2 separate regions of the Mus musculus genome follow, and region 1 is linked to region 2. The links are chromatin contacts, called in public promoter capture Hi-C maps. All regions are on one chromosome and are shown on one strand. Each heading gives the region's core, a stretch centred on a gene start, on an enhancer-like site or on the middle of the called end of the contact. The rest is flanking DNA. Distances are from core to core; before and after follow the strand shown.

Region 1 (6,087 bases), core at 3,232-5,731, 140 kb after region 2:
GACAATCTGAAACAGCCCCACATCCCACACCTGGGATTAAAATGAAAAGATATTCTTATTATATTTCTGTATTTTGTTAAAAAAAAAAACAACCCAAACTTCAAAATTGTCAGTACTGTGTGCGAATCTCCCATCCTGCTCACATTTTCCCTCTTATTTGTAGTTCTTAGCTTCAAGTTCATAACATGGAGTAACTGCAGAAACCAGGAAAGTTTTGATAATTGTCTTCAGAGGGCTCATGTTGGGTGGTGCCATCCCTAGGCAGGCTGAGCCTGAGCTGTCTAAGAAAGTTGTTAAGCAAGATGGGGGACAAACAAACAGAATTCCTTCATGATTTCTGCTTCCTTGAGTTCCTGCCTTGGCTTTCCTTAACTGTGGACTGTAACCTTTGGGGTGAAATAAACCCTTCAATTGTTGGCTGGTGTTTTATCACAGCAACAAAAAGCCAAGTAGAACGGTCAGCCCCAGTGCCATAGTGAGTTTGAAGCTTAGACTCTGTGTCAAAAAAAAGTGAAGAAAATAATTGATTCATTGGAGGTCAAACTGTTACTGTTCTAGCTGGTTTTGTGTGTCAACTTGACACAGCTGGAGTTATCACAGAGAAAGGAGCCTCAGGTGAGGAAATGCCTCCATGAGACCCAGCTGTAAGGCATTTTCTCAATTAGTGATCAAGGGGGAAGGGCCCATTGTGAATGGTGCCATCCCTGGGCTGGTAATCTTGAGTTTTATAAGAAAGCAGGCTGAGCAAGCCAGGGGAAGCAAGCCAGTAAGAAACATCCCTCCATGACCTCTGCATCAGCTCCTGCTTCCTGACCTGCTTGAGTTCCAGTCCTGACTTCCTTTGGTATGGAAGTGTAAGCTGAATAAACCCTTTCCTCCCCAACTTGCTTCTTGGTCATGATGTTTGTGCAGGAATAGAAACCCTGATTAAGACAGTTAACATTCATGGGAGTTTAGACTTTTTTTTTTTTTTTTTTGGTTTTTCGAGACAGGGTTTCTCTCTGTAGCCCTGGCTATCCTAGAACTCACTCTGTAGACCAGGTTGACCTCGAATTCAAAAATCCGCTTGCCTCTGCATCCCGAGTGCTGGGATTAAAGGCATGCACCACCATGCCCGGCTGAGTTTAGACTTTTTTTTTTCTAAAATGTATGACACGAAAGGTTCAAAGACTTGAATGAGGATCTGCAGATCGAGTGGAATTGTGAGGACTAGAGTCTGAAATGGAGCCTTGTCACGTAACTGAACACGCGCATCATAGAAGTCACATGCAGACGGAGCCAAGAGAGTGCTTCCGCAGAGATGGAGTCTACTCCAGGAGATGCTGGGCACAGCGCTGGGTTAGGAGTGTGACGTTAATGTGACATTAGTTGCTATGGCAACAGCAGTTTGAGAAGCTTGATTTTGAATCTGGAAGATGTTCTGCTGTGAGTACAGTGGTACTCAGCTGCCTCTCATGCTACAGATAAATCTCTTGTGAAAGGAAGAGTCAACTGATGCATCAACTATCACTGCTGACTTATGAAATTGCCCCAACTACCCCAGCCTTTGGTGCCCCGTGCCCTGTTTGGTCAGTAGACATCAGTACCCCTCAAAAGATTATGATTAAAACTTAGATGGTGGTTAGCAGTTTTAGCAATAAGGTATTTTTAACTGAAGCATGCATACAGCTGGAGAGGGGGCTCGAAGGTTAGGAGCCCATACTGCGCATCAGGTAGGTAGCTCACAGTTGTCTGTCAGTCCAGCTCCAGGGGACCGGCACCCTTTCTGCAGACCCTGCGCTCATATACACAAACCCACACAGACACACACATATATACATGCTCAAAAATGTTGTAAAGATTTGCAACTCCACTGTGTCTACACAGCACATTTTCTTTATCTGGTCATGGTACCCAGTGGTACCCAGACTAATTCCATGTACGTACACTCTGTTCTCCTCACTAATCTTTTGGTCTCAAGTAAGCTCACCGTCTCCCGCAGGGGTCTCTGCAGAACAACTTGTTTCACTTTCTGCATGGGGATTTTCTTTCTTTGGCATCCTCAGGATTATTAATTGTGGGGTAAATTTGAGGTTTGGAATGTGTTAGAAGACTTGCTCATTCTTAATTTTAAAAGAACTAGGTATCTTCTCTCACACACACGCACACACACACACACACACACACACATTTCTGGGGTTTTTTGTTTTGTTTTTAAGAAAAAGGAGCAGGCTGCAGCTTCTGCATGACTGGAACGAGAGGCATGTCTGCTCTACAAGTGGCACAGGATTAGAGACAGAAACCCATTTAATGAAAGGCATCTTCAGGACCACCCACATGCACAAGCTCTTTCCCAGGCTCCTTGAAGAGACCTAGAAATGTGTCTTAAAAAATGTCACAGTGCTGTAAAGTTTGGAGTAGTGTGACATTTATCGGAACCTCTTTATCAGATGTCTCTTGGTCATAAGCTTTCTGAGGCTGGGTTCTGTTAGGTGGCGTTGGGCATGACTTGGGTTTGGTTGGGGGGGGGAGCCGGAGGGGCAGAGCTTGGGATTCTTGTAGTTTGGGGTTAACAGGAGGAATCTGCTTACCATCACTTCTGTGGAACTGTTACCGCAAGGGGGCCCGGTGCAGGAACAGCTTTCAATAATCCTGGCACCATTCATACCTCAACCCCACACGCTGGCATAGAGGTGTGGACTGGTGGTCATGTTATGGTAAGAGTGTGTGCCCAGCACCATAATGATGTTGGTAGAGATGCCAACAGCAAATGCCGGTCCACAGGGAACTCTGACATACCTTGTTAGACAAAGACAATGGGAAGCTCAGGATGCGACATATCTAACCAAAATAAAAGGGCTCCTTTATCAGACTCCATAATGTAGCACACGCAATTGTAAATACTACTGTGCACTTGTATAGGAATCCCATGAAAGAATTTCTACAGGGCCCATAGCACGCTCACAACGGTTCCTGTGGGCAAAGTTGTTCCTCTTATGCAGTCCAACAAGGAATCATAAAACAGTTTTTTCCAGCTGGGTGAGGTGGTGTGCACCTATGATCTGAGCATCCAGAAGTCGGAGGCAGGGGAATCACGAGCTTAGTCTTTGTAGTGAGTTCCAGGCCAGCCAGGGCTACACACAGTGAGACTCTTGGCTCAAAAACAACGAAAATTGTACTAGCTATACCAGAAGAGTGAGTTATCTTTCTGGAGAAAACACTATAAAGTTGCTGTTATATGAACCAGTGATCAAATGTCATGTGGCCAAAACACAGGAAAAACAGGGCTTAAGCCAGAATTTTTTTAAGGGCAATGCTGGTGATATTTGTCAGCTTCTTCAAAAATATTATGATAATGTTTATAATTTTAAATCATATTCTCACCTAATTTACATTTGTGAATTAGGTCCTATTGATCACAATAAGCCTTTAAAATTACACTCAAGCTTTAGAAGACCTGGGTACATATACCCCTGGTTACATGTGGCTTCACTGATAACCATGCAGAAGAATTATAGAAATAAGAATTAATGTAATAATATTTGTGATCGAATTTAAGATTCAATTCCAAAAATTACTTTAAAAACACTTTTTCTAAATGTGTGTGTGGGGTGGGGGTGGGGGAGACAGACAGGCAGGCAGAGAGAGAGAGAAAGAGAGAGAGAAAGAGAGAGAGAGAGAGAGAGATGTCTGTGTCACACTGGGCGGGTAGAGGTCAGGACAGTATCAGCTGTTCTCAGCTTTCATCCACCAGGCTAGCTGGCTGGAGCATCCCAGGATTCTCCTGTCTCCACTTCCCATCTTAAAGGAGGCACACCTGCGGTAGATGTGCTATGGTACCAGTGTTTCATGGACTTTCTCAATCTAAGCTCGGGTCCTCACATTTGTGCACCAAAGTCCTTTTCACACACAGAGCCATCTGCTCTGCCCTAAAATTCCGATTTAATGAGCTTATGCAAAGAAGTATGCAGACATGTATATATATATATATATATATATATATACACACACACTGATAACTTTTGACAAATGTGTCAACCTATGAAACAGCTCTCAAATCAACATAGAACATATTTTCATCATCTTCCAAAATTTCTTTGTGCTACTTTCTAGTAAATTCTCCCCACACACGGAAGTTGTTCTGATTTTCATCACCAGAGATTAGCTTACCTACATGTGAACTTCGTAGGAAAGGACTTACACAGGGTGAGCCCTGTTTGTGACCGATTTCTTGATTTATCTTGTACACGGCAGTAATTTCACAGGCCAGGTTGACTATGTTAAGGCAGGCCAAAGCATAAACAAGATCTCTGGGCCTATGAGGATATTCCTACAAGAGATTAGTATCAAATTGGTCGACTGAGTTTGATCTGTAGGTGGGATCTGTCCTCACCGTTGTAGTGGATGTCATCCAGGCCTGAGGCTTACATAGGACAAAAGTGCAGAGGTAGGCTGCCTCTTTTTCTCAGCTAGGCCAGCCTCTGCTTCCTTTCCCTGGGTCTGCCATCTCCAGGGCTTACAGCGCCAACGCTACCCACCCCCACCCAGCTTTCCAAGCCTTTGGATTCAGGCTGAGTTAGAGCCAGCAGCTCTACGTCGCCATCTTGTGGCCACCAGAGGATATGGCAACATATCATCTCGGTCGCCATTATATGAGCCAATTCTGGCTTTCTCTTTATGTCTGTACCCACATCAGCTACATCACATCGACTCACCCACCCATCTTTTCTCCAACTCCTGTCAGTTACCTATCTGTTATCTATAACTATTCGTATGTATACAACGTCTCTTCCCACCTTTCTGGATAACTGACTAATATGTCCTTTGAAGACTTATCTATGCTGTGGTATACACCAGCAATCCGTGTCTCTCTCTCTCTCTCTCTCTCTCTCTCTCTCTCTCTCTCTCTCTCTCTCCCCCTTCCTTCCTTTCTTTTTTCAATTACAGAGTGGTATTCAGTTAACAGAACAACAATTATCTTCATATAAGCTGCATCAAAGACTACTGAAGATTAAAAAAAATAATAATAAAACCAAAAGAAAAAAAAACAAAAACTTAACTACTGTCCCCATATATAACTAATTTGTGCTGTGCACAACAAGAACCTGCTTTAACTTTCCAATCCGGTCCACCTCCCTGGGGAGTAGTATATCACTGTTTCCTTATTTGCCTGATGAACATTTCGTTATTTCTAGACTTTGTTTATTATGAATAAATATATATAAATATGTGCCTAAGTAATTTTCGGAAGATGGACTTCCATTTCTCTTGGGGATGTGCTGTGGAATTCCTCCATCCTATAGAAGGTAATTATTGAAACATTTTCCAAAGTGGTCTCAGTTTCAACCCTGACTCAGTGGTTAATGAGTGAACTGGTTATTTTATTTTTAACAGCATCCGAAGGGGTGTGAAGTGGTATCCTGTCTGTGGTTTTTTCTCATAACTCCCTGATGAATAATGAGACCGAGTGCCTTCTCAGGTATTTACTGACCGCCCCATCCTCGTTATCAAGTGTTTCCCAAATAGCTTGAGTATTTTAATTTGGATTATCTTTTACTAATTTGCATACACTCTGTAAATTCAGTTCTGATTGAAATCTTTAATTAGTTCAGATCTATCTATCTATCAAGCATACATTTTTACACAATCTATAGTCTGTCTTCCATGGCTTAATTTTTTTTTTTTTTTTTTTTTTGAGACAGGGTTTCTCTGTATAGCCCTGGCTGTCCAGGAACTCATTTTGTAGACCAAGCTGGCCTCAAACTCAGAACTCCACCTGCCTCCGCCTCCCGAGTGCTGGGATTATAAAGGTATGCTCCACCATGCCAGGTTCCATGGCTTAATTTTTAAATTTTATAGTTAGAGTTATATAATTCCACAAATGGGGGTTTCTGTAATATACACCTTTACTTGGTTTCCTCTATGAGTTAATAATTCAAGTTCTCCTAATGTATGGGGTTTCTCCACTTCTCTTACCATTGACTTCTAATTTAATTTGGCTGTGGCCAGACAGCATGACCACCTCAGCAAGTTAGCAGCATATCATCTACCATCACAGTAAACATCTGTGCAGGTGTGGTGAGAATATTTAAGATCTGCTATCAGCAA
Region 2 (5,835 bases), core at 2,261-4,760:
AAGCTGCTCTGCAGAGTTAAGTCAAACCGGTTTCCGCTCAGACGTCCTGAACTAACTAACATGCCACCACAGCTCTGCTGCTCAAGAAGACATGTCTTTTGTTTCTCAAGTTTCAATTTGCAAACAACAAAATTTTATTAAAACTCTAAATTAGGGGTTTTAAAAATATAATTAAACTTTATTTGTAAAACAACAAAACTTTAATTATCAAATAAAACGATAAAGAAAAAAACTCCTGATGAGGTAGTGATGGGGACCGCTCAGGGGATAAAGACACTTGACACTTGTCATCAAACCTGAAGTCTTGAGTTCAATTCCCAGGTTCTACATGACAGAAAGAGAACTGACTGCCACATACACTGATGTAAGCACACACAAAGTTAATAAGCAAAGGTAAAAAAGCTAAATGCTTTCTTAGAATTTAAGTTGGAAAGTATAACACATTTAGCATTACATATAAATAATCCAGATACACAATATATATAAAGGTATATATATAAATACCTATAGAGATACATATATTGTCTATGAAATAAAATTCTATTTTCTAAGGTTCTAAATGTTTTTGAGATTGTATTTACAGTTTGAGGCAAAAGCAAATAGGAAAATTAATAGCAATAATAGAACACAGAATTTTTTAAATATATGTTTTTGGTTTTGTCTGTTATAACTCTAGTACCTAGAACAGTTCATAAGACACAACAGGTATGCAGTAAAACTCACTGAGTTACAATGGAAAGTATTTCTGAATACAAATATGCCTAGCACTATGATAACTGTTTATAGCTAGTATTTCACTTAACTATAAAGCTTAAAACATTGGTATTATAACCTCATTTACATCATGAGGCACATAATGGTTAAATTACTTGTCTAGAATCATATTGACAGTATTAGTGTAATAACTGATACTAATATAAAACCTGAACATTAAGACAAAAATTTCAACATTTCACTATCATGCCAAATAAATAAGCAAAAAAAAATCTTGAAATATATTCTAACTTTACATTGTATTTTCAAAGGATCTCAAAATACATGCAAGCTGCTGTTGGCACAGCAGTTACAAACACTTGTTACTCTACAGAGGACCCAGGTTTGATTCCCAGAACCCACAGAGTGGTTCCAAGTAACTCTAGTCTCAGGTGACCTGATGCCCTCTTCTGACCTCTGTGAACCAAGAGCACACACATGGTGTGCACATACATACATGCAGGTAAAACATGCATACACATAAAATAAATAAATAAATCTTTTTAAAAAATACTAAAAATAAATACATGTAACAAGTATGTTCTAAGTAGTATTTGTTGAATTCAAATCAACATATCTATTGAAATGTACATGTTTAGTTGGTCTAATACCTCATGAATTTAAACAAGGAATATAGGCTCAGTCCTTGTATTAAAGAACTTTCACACATTATTGTTCTAATCACACACTGTGGATTTTCAAATTACATGATTTTCTTTTTTAAACAATTCTGCTTTTCAGTAAGTTCTTCACTGTAGGTTATATATTTCTATCTTAATACACAAATCGAAGGAAATCAGAATAGTTTACCTGGTTGAGTAAGTAAAGAATCTTTGTCAAGATATGCAAGCATCTTCTTGGATTGATGGGCGTTTCGTTGAATATGCGTGCCTACAGAAATATGCAAAACAGTATGCTGTATATTGTGTATGTTCTATCACAGAGGATATCAAATCATCTTTAGTAGCATTAACAATATGTTAGTACAATATCCAAGTAATGCAGGTTGTCTATGCTCTCAAGGTAGTATGACGTACAATAAATTACCAGACATTATCTGCTTTCCTGGCTATATTTTATTCCTTTAGGTTGACAACTTCAACTTTAAAGACTTGACCAGAGTCTCTGTCTACATATGAATGCCTCGAGTTTAATATCTGTAAGCTCTTCTAATAACCTTGCACTTACCACTCCTGACATGTCATTAAAATCCCCCAGCACACGACAGAGTCTATATGTCTGTACGTTTCTATAGTCCCAGCCTCTCCCTTGTCCTCTACTCCACAATCTCTGCACTGCTACACTCCGTTGTCACTTTTAATATAGAAATAAAAAAGGGATTTCTAGTTTTGATCAAATGTGGGGGAAGACCGATATTCAGACTGTCAGGTGGGTCTACGGTCCTTCACTGTTTTTTTGGCTGTCCTGACTTTTGTACTTCCTAGGTTCTTTGCCCATTATTCTCAAACAGAATTGATAAGGCACTGTACACATCCAAGCCATACCTCCTGCAAGACAGCACTCTTCTCCAAATGCTGGAAAGGATTGGAACCACTACCTATAGTATAAGAAAAAGAGAAGGTCTTCAATAGCTGGACTACAAAGACTTTTCTAAAGGAGGATATTGCATGCTTGGAAATCTCACCTAAACAGAATGATCCCTTGGAAGTCACAAGGACAACTATTACTAATATGCAAAGAAGTTGGATGAAGTAATTTTGATTCTGGTTCAAATTCTGTCATTGCCATACTGAGATATCTTGGACTTCTCCTGATATAGGAACCCTATCCAAAATGAGTGCCTTCATTCCCTGCTTCCCCCTCCCCCATCCCATGGATGTTAACAAATGTGTCGGTTTCCACCACCACCAAGAGTAATGAGATGACAGGACACTATGGATTTCCCTAAAAGCAAGCCCTATTTTATGTGTTTCACACATTTACTGAAGCAGAAAGGAACAGTTTCGCAGAGAGTCACAGATGTAAAGGCCATGCAGGATGAGGCCATGAAGGTCCACTAACCCAACCTTCCACCACACTTGTGAGAGCAGCTACCACTGAAGAGCTGAAGATTTTTTTTTTTTTTTTTGAAGAGGCTTGGCATCTTCCCCACTTGCACTGCACCACAGACAGGTATCAACACGCAAGTCACTTCTGGATGCCTGAGCATTCAATGAGCTGTGTCCCACCGGGCAGTCTTAACCCCTGGGAACAGGAGAATCAAGGCCCTTCAGAGTCCATAAACACGCAACCCTGGCCCGGTCGACCCCAGCTCCCAAAACAGGGGGTGCTCGCCCTGGGGCCTAACCCCACCAGCAACCCCAGGGTACCGAGACTTGCGCGCGCACCTCCTCGCCCCCCGACAGGGCCCCACGGAGGGCCGGCTCGGAGGGGCTCGATCGGGGGGCGGGCGCGGGGGGCGGGGACGCGCCGGGGCGGAGCCGCCGAGCGCTCGAGGCGACTCCCGGCCAGGAGCGCGCGGCCCGAGGGGAGGCCCCGGCGCCGGGGGAGGGGCTTCGGGCAGACCCCGCCGCTGCGGCCGCCCCCCAGAGCAGGTGGCTGCGGGCGAGGGAAGGGGGGAAACCCTTGCGCCTGAGAGTGGGCGTCCGGAGCGCCGCGCGTACCAGACTCCTCGTCCTTCTTGTCGAATTTTTTAATCATCTTGGACGGCTTCCCAGCGCCCAGACCCACCGCAACCGTCCCAGGCGCCGCAGCCGGCGAGCGGAAGACGCTGCAGGAAGGCAGGCCCTGGGTTCTCGCACCGGTTGGGCCGGCGGGCCGTCACTCGGGGCCAAGGCCCGCCCCCCTCGGGCCTCCGCGGCCGCCCTTGCCCCCTAGGGACGCAGGCACGCCCCCTGCTCCGCCCACTGCCGCACGGGGGCGTGGCCAGAATCTGCCCGGAGGCTCACCACGCCCCGCTTCACAAACTCTGCAAGCCAGGTCTGAGACAACAAACAGGGAACTTTATTTGGTTAGTGACTTCTCCAGGCCCCCTCAGTTCTTGGAGAGTGAGGAGTGGGGCTTTAAGTCTTTGTCTTCACCAAATGACAGCCGCATCTTTGACAATCCACTGCTGGGCCCTTCCATGGCGAAAGAAGCTCTCCCCTGGCACACTTCTTGTAGGCTTCTCTTCTAGGAGCTTTGAAAATGTCAGGGGTTCCCAAAATACTTGCGAAGTTGGTGTTTCACTCTCTGACTTCATGGAAACTACGACAAAGCATAGGACACGTTGAATGTGCGACTCTGAGAGCACTAGAAGCGTACTAAAAGGAAGGCGTGATGTGATCCATTTGAGGAGACCGAAAAGCTGGTCTTAATTTAACTTTCCAAGAGGGTAGATTTGGGGACTGCCATTCCCAACTTCTTATGATTCCTTCTTCACCCAAACCAGTGTAGTTTTCTTGGCTTTCACCATTTTCAAATGATTCAATCTGCATAACACTCAAGTAATTTAAGGGATACTCATGTGTCTCAGTGCTTTTCCAAATGTTTTCTCTTTTTTTTTTTTTTTTTTTGTCCTCGTCTCAGAGTATGAAAAACACGCTTTTAATGCCTTGGGCATCGAAGACATCACATTTCTAGAAGGTCTTTCCAGCTTCACCTGTTCTTAGGGCGTTGACTACTTTAAGATCTTAATGACAGTCCTTCCTCCGTTGAGGGCGTGGTTTGCCTCTTGGGCAACCTTCTAACCAAACTTGACAACTTCTACTCAGATCTCTCTCTCTCTCTCTCTCTCTCTCTCTCCCTCTCTCTCTCTCTCTCTCTCTCTCTCTCTCACACACACACACACACACACACACACACACACAAATGATAGGGCATCATTTGGGGGACAGAGATGTTAGCTTAGAAATGGCACCACTAGTAAAACACCCTGGCAGCTTTGTTATTGTTGAGGAAATGCACCATAACTGTCTGTTCATTTTAGGTACAAAAGTAAAGCACTCATATTTGGAGAGGGCATATGTAGTCGCCATAAATGACACTAGAGCTGAAGGCTGACATATTACTTTATACATGAAGATCTATCTCATCCTGACAGGGCTTAGAAAAGGTCCTACCTAGATTATGCTACATACCCTTAAGAAAAATTTCAAACTGGGCATGATAGCACACACGCTTTTAATCCCAGAAGGCAGATCTCTGAGTTCAAGACCAGCCTGGTCTACACAGCAAATTCCAGAACAGCCAGGGCTATACAGAGAAACCTTGTCTTGAAAAAACAAAAAGAAAAAGAAAAAATTCCCATCATATATAGATTCCGCTGAATAATGTGCCCAAACCTTAGTAATGGTGCCACTTAAAATGTTACTCCATCCCGATTAAAAATACTATGCTAGGGACTGGAGAGATGGCCCAGTAATTAAGAGAATTTATTGCTCTTGCAGAGGACCTGAGTTCAATTCCCAGCACTCACGTGGTGGCTGACAAACCATCAGTAACTCTAGTTCCAGGTGATCCGATGCCCTCTCCTCTGATCTCTGTGGGCGCCGTAAGTGGTAAGCGGATATACACACAAGCAAACCACTCATACATAAAATAAAATGAGTAAACCTAATTTTAAAATGTAAATACTATACTAATGATTCTAGCTACCTCATTTGACTTATATAAAGTCCGACCAATATTCATCATGTGAAATTTCTCATGAAAGAAATAGATGTTTCCTCTTCTACAATCTTTGGCTGAAAATGAAACAAGCTTTGGAGAAGAGGCCCTCTTCTCCCTTGGACTATAGCCATTAAGAGTTAGGTAAGGACAGGGACATGAAGCCTGGCGATTGCTCAAAACAGGTAATGTGAGAGGAACATGTGGAAGAGTGAATAAACTGGGGCTGAGGTGAGACTGAGCTCTTTTAAGCGAGATGGATCGCTCTGCTGCCTCAGCTGTTTCCCACATTGATCTAGGGGTTTTTTTGGTTTGATTGGTTTTTTTTTTCCCTCTCTTTAGATTGGTCTTAGTTGTATATGGGGAATCAAGGAGAAGCATAGGTAGGGATAGGATGGAAGGGGTAGCAATAGGAGGAACAGAGAAAAGGAAAGGAGCCAGTGGAAGGGTAGATATAACCTATACCGCTAGGAA

The links. Promoter capture Hi-C pulls out the DNA fragments that hold promoters and counts their contacts.
Region 1: a contact with region 2 is called in a promoter capture Hi-C map of hippocampal neurons, with 2.9 times the contacts expected there. The contact joins the enhancer-like site here to the promoter of Copg2 in region 2. A contact is called at or near these places in 4 of 39 promoter capture datasets (the 3T3-L1 cell line, 3T3-L1-derived adipocytes, hippocampal neurons and 1 more), 8 of 484 Hi-C or Micro-C datasets (the AML12 cell line, cerebral cortex, cortical neurons and 3 more), 5 of 115 datasets of contacts at active chromatin or transcription factors (embryonic stem cells, forebrain, pancreatic cancer cells and 1 more) and 3 of 9 other capture datasets (adipose tissue, liver and pancreatic islet).

The regions. Positions count from the first base shown.
Region 1 is chr6:31,028,645-31,034,731 of GRCm38.p6, forward strand. No RefSeq gene overlaps it. Among named protein-coding and RNA genes, the nearest start is that of Gm40359, 17 kb to the left of the region's middle. Within about 2 kb of position 4,482, at least 54 of the 459 cell types and tissues checked have an H3K27ac peak or open chromatin away from gene starts, as enhancers often do. A contact at or near this core is called in cerebral cortex, cortical neurons, forebrain and 2 more, where this site is marked.
Region 2 is chr6:30,893,284-30,899,118 of GRCm38.p6, forward strand. Copg2 (coatomer protein complex, subunit gamma 2) reads right to left here and starts at 3,511. Exons shown (of 24, transcript NM_017478.3): 1 at 3,378-3,511; 2 at 2,259-2,311; 3 at 1,564-1,644. The coding sequence starts at 3,414. Tsga13 (testis specific gene A13) reads right to left here. Exons shown (of 8, transcript NM_054073.2): 8 at 3,698-3,960. The coding sequence ends at 3,791. It overlaps Gm38781 (a long non-coding RNA gene), which reads left to right. Exons shown (of 4, transcript XR_003956419.1): 4 at 1-506.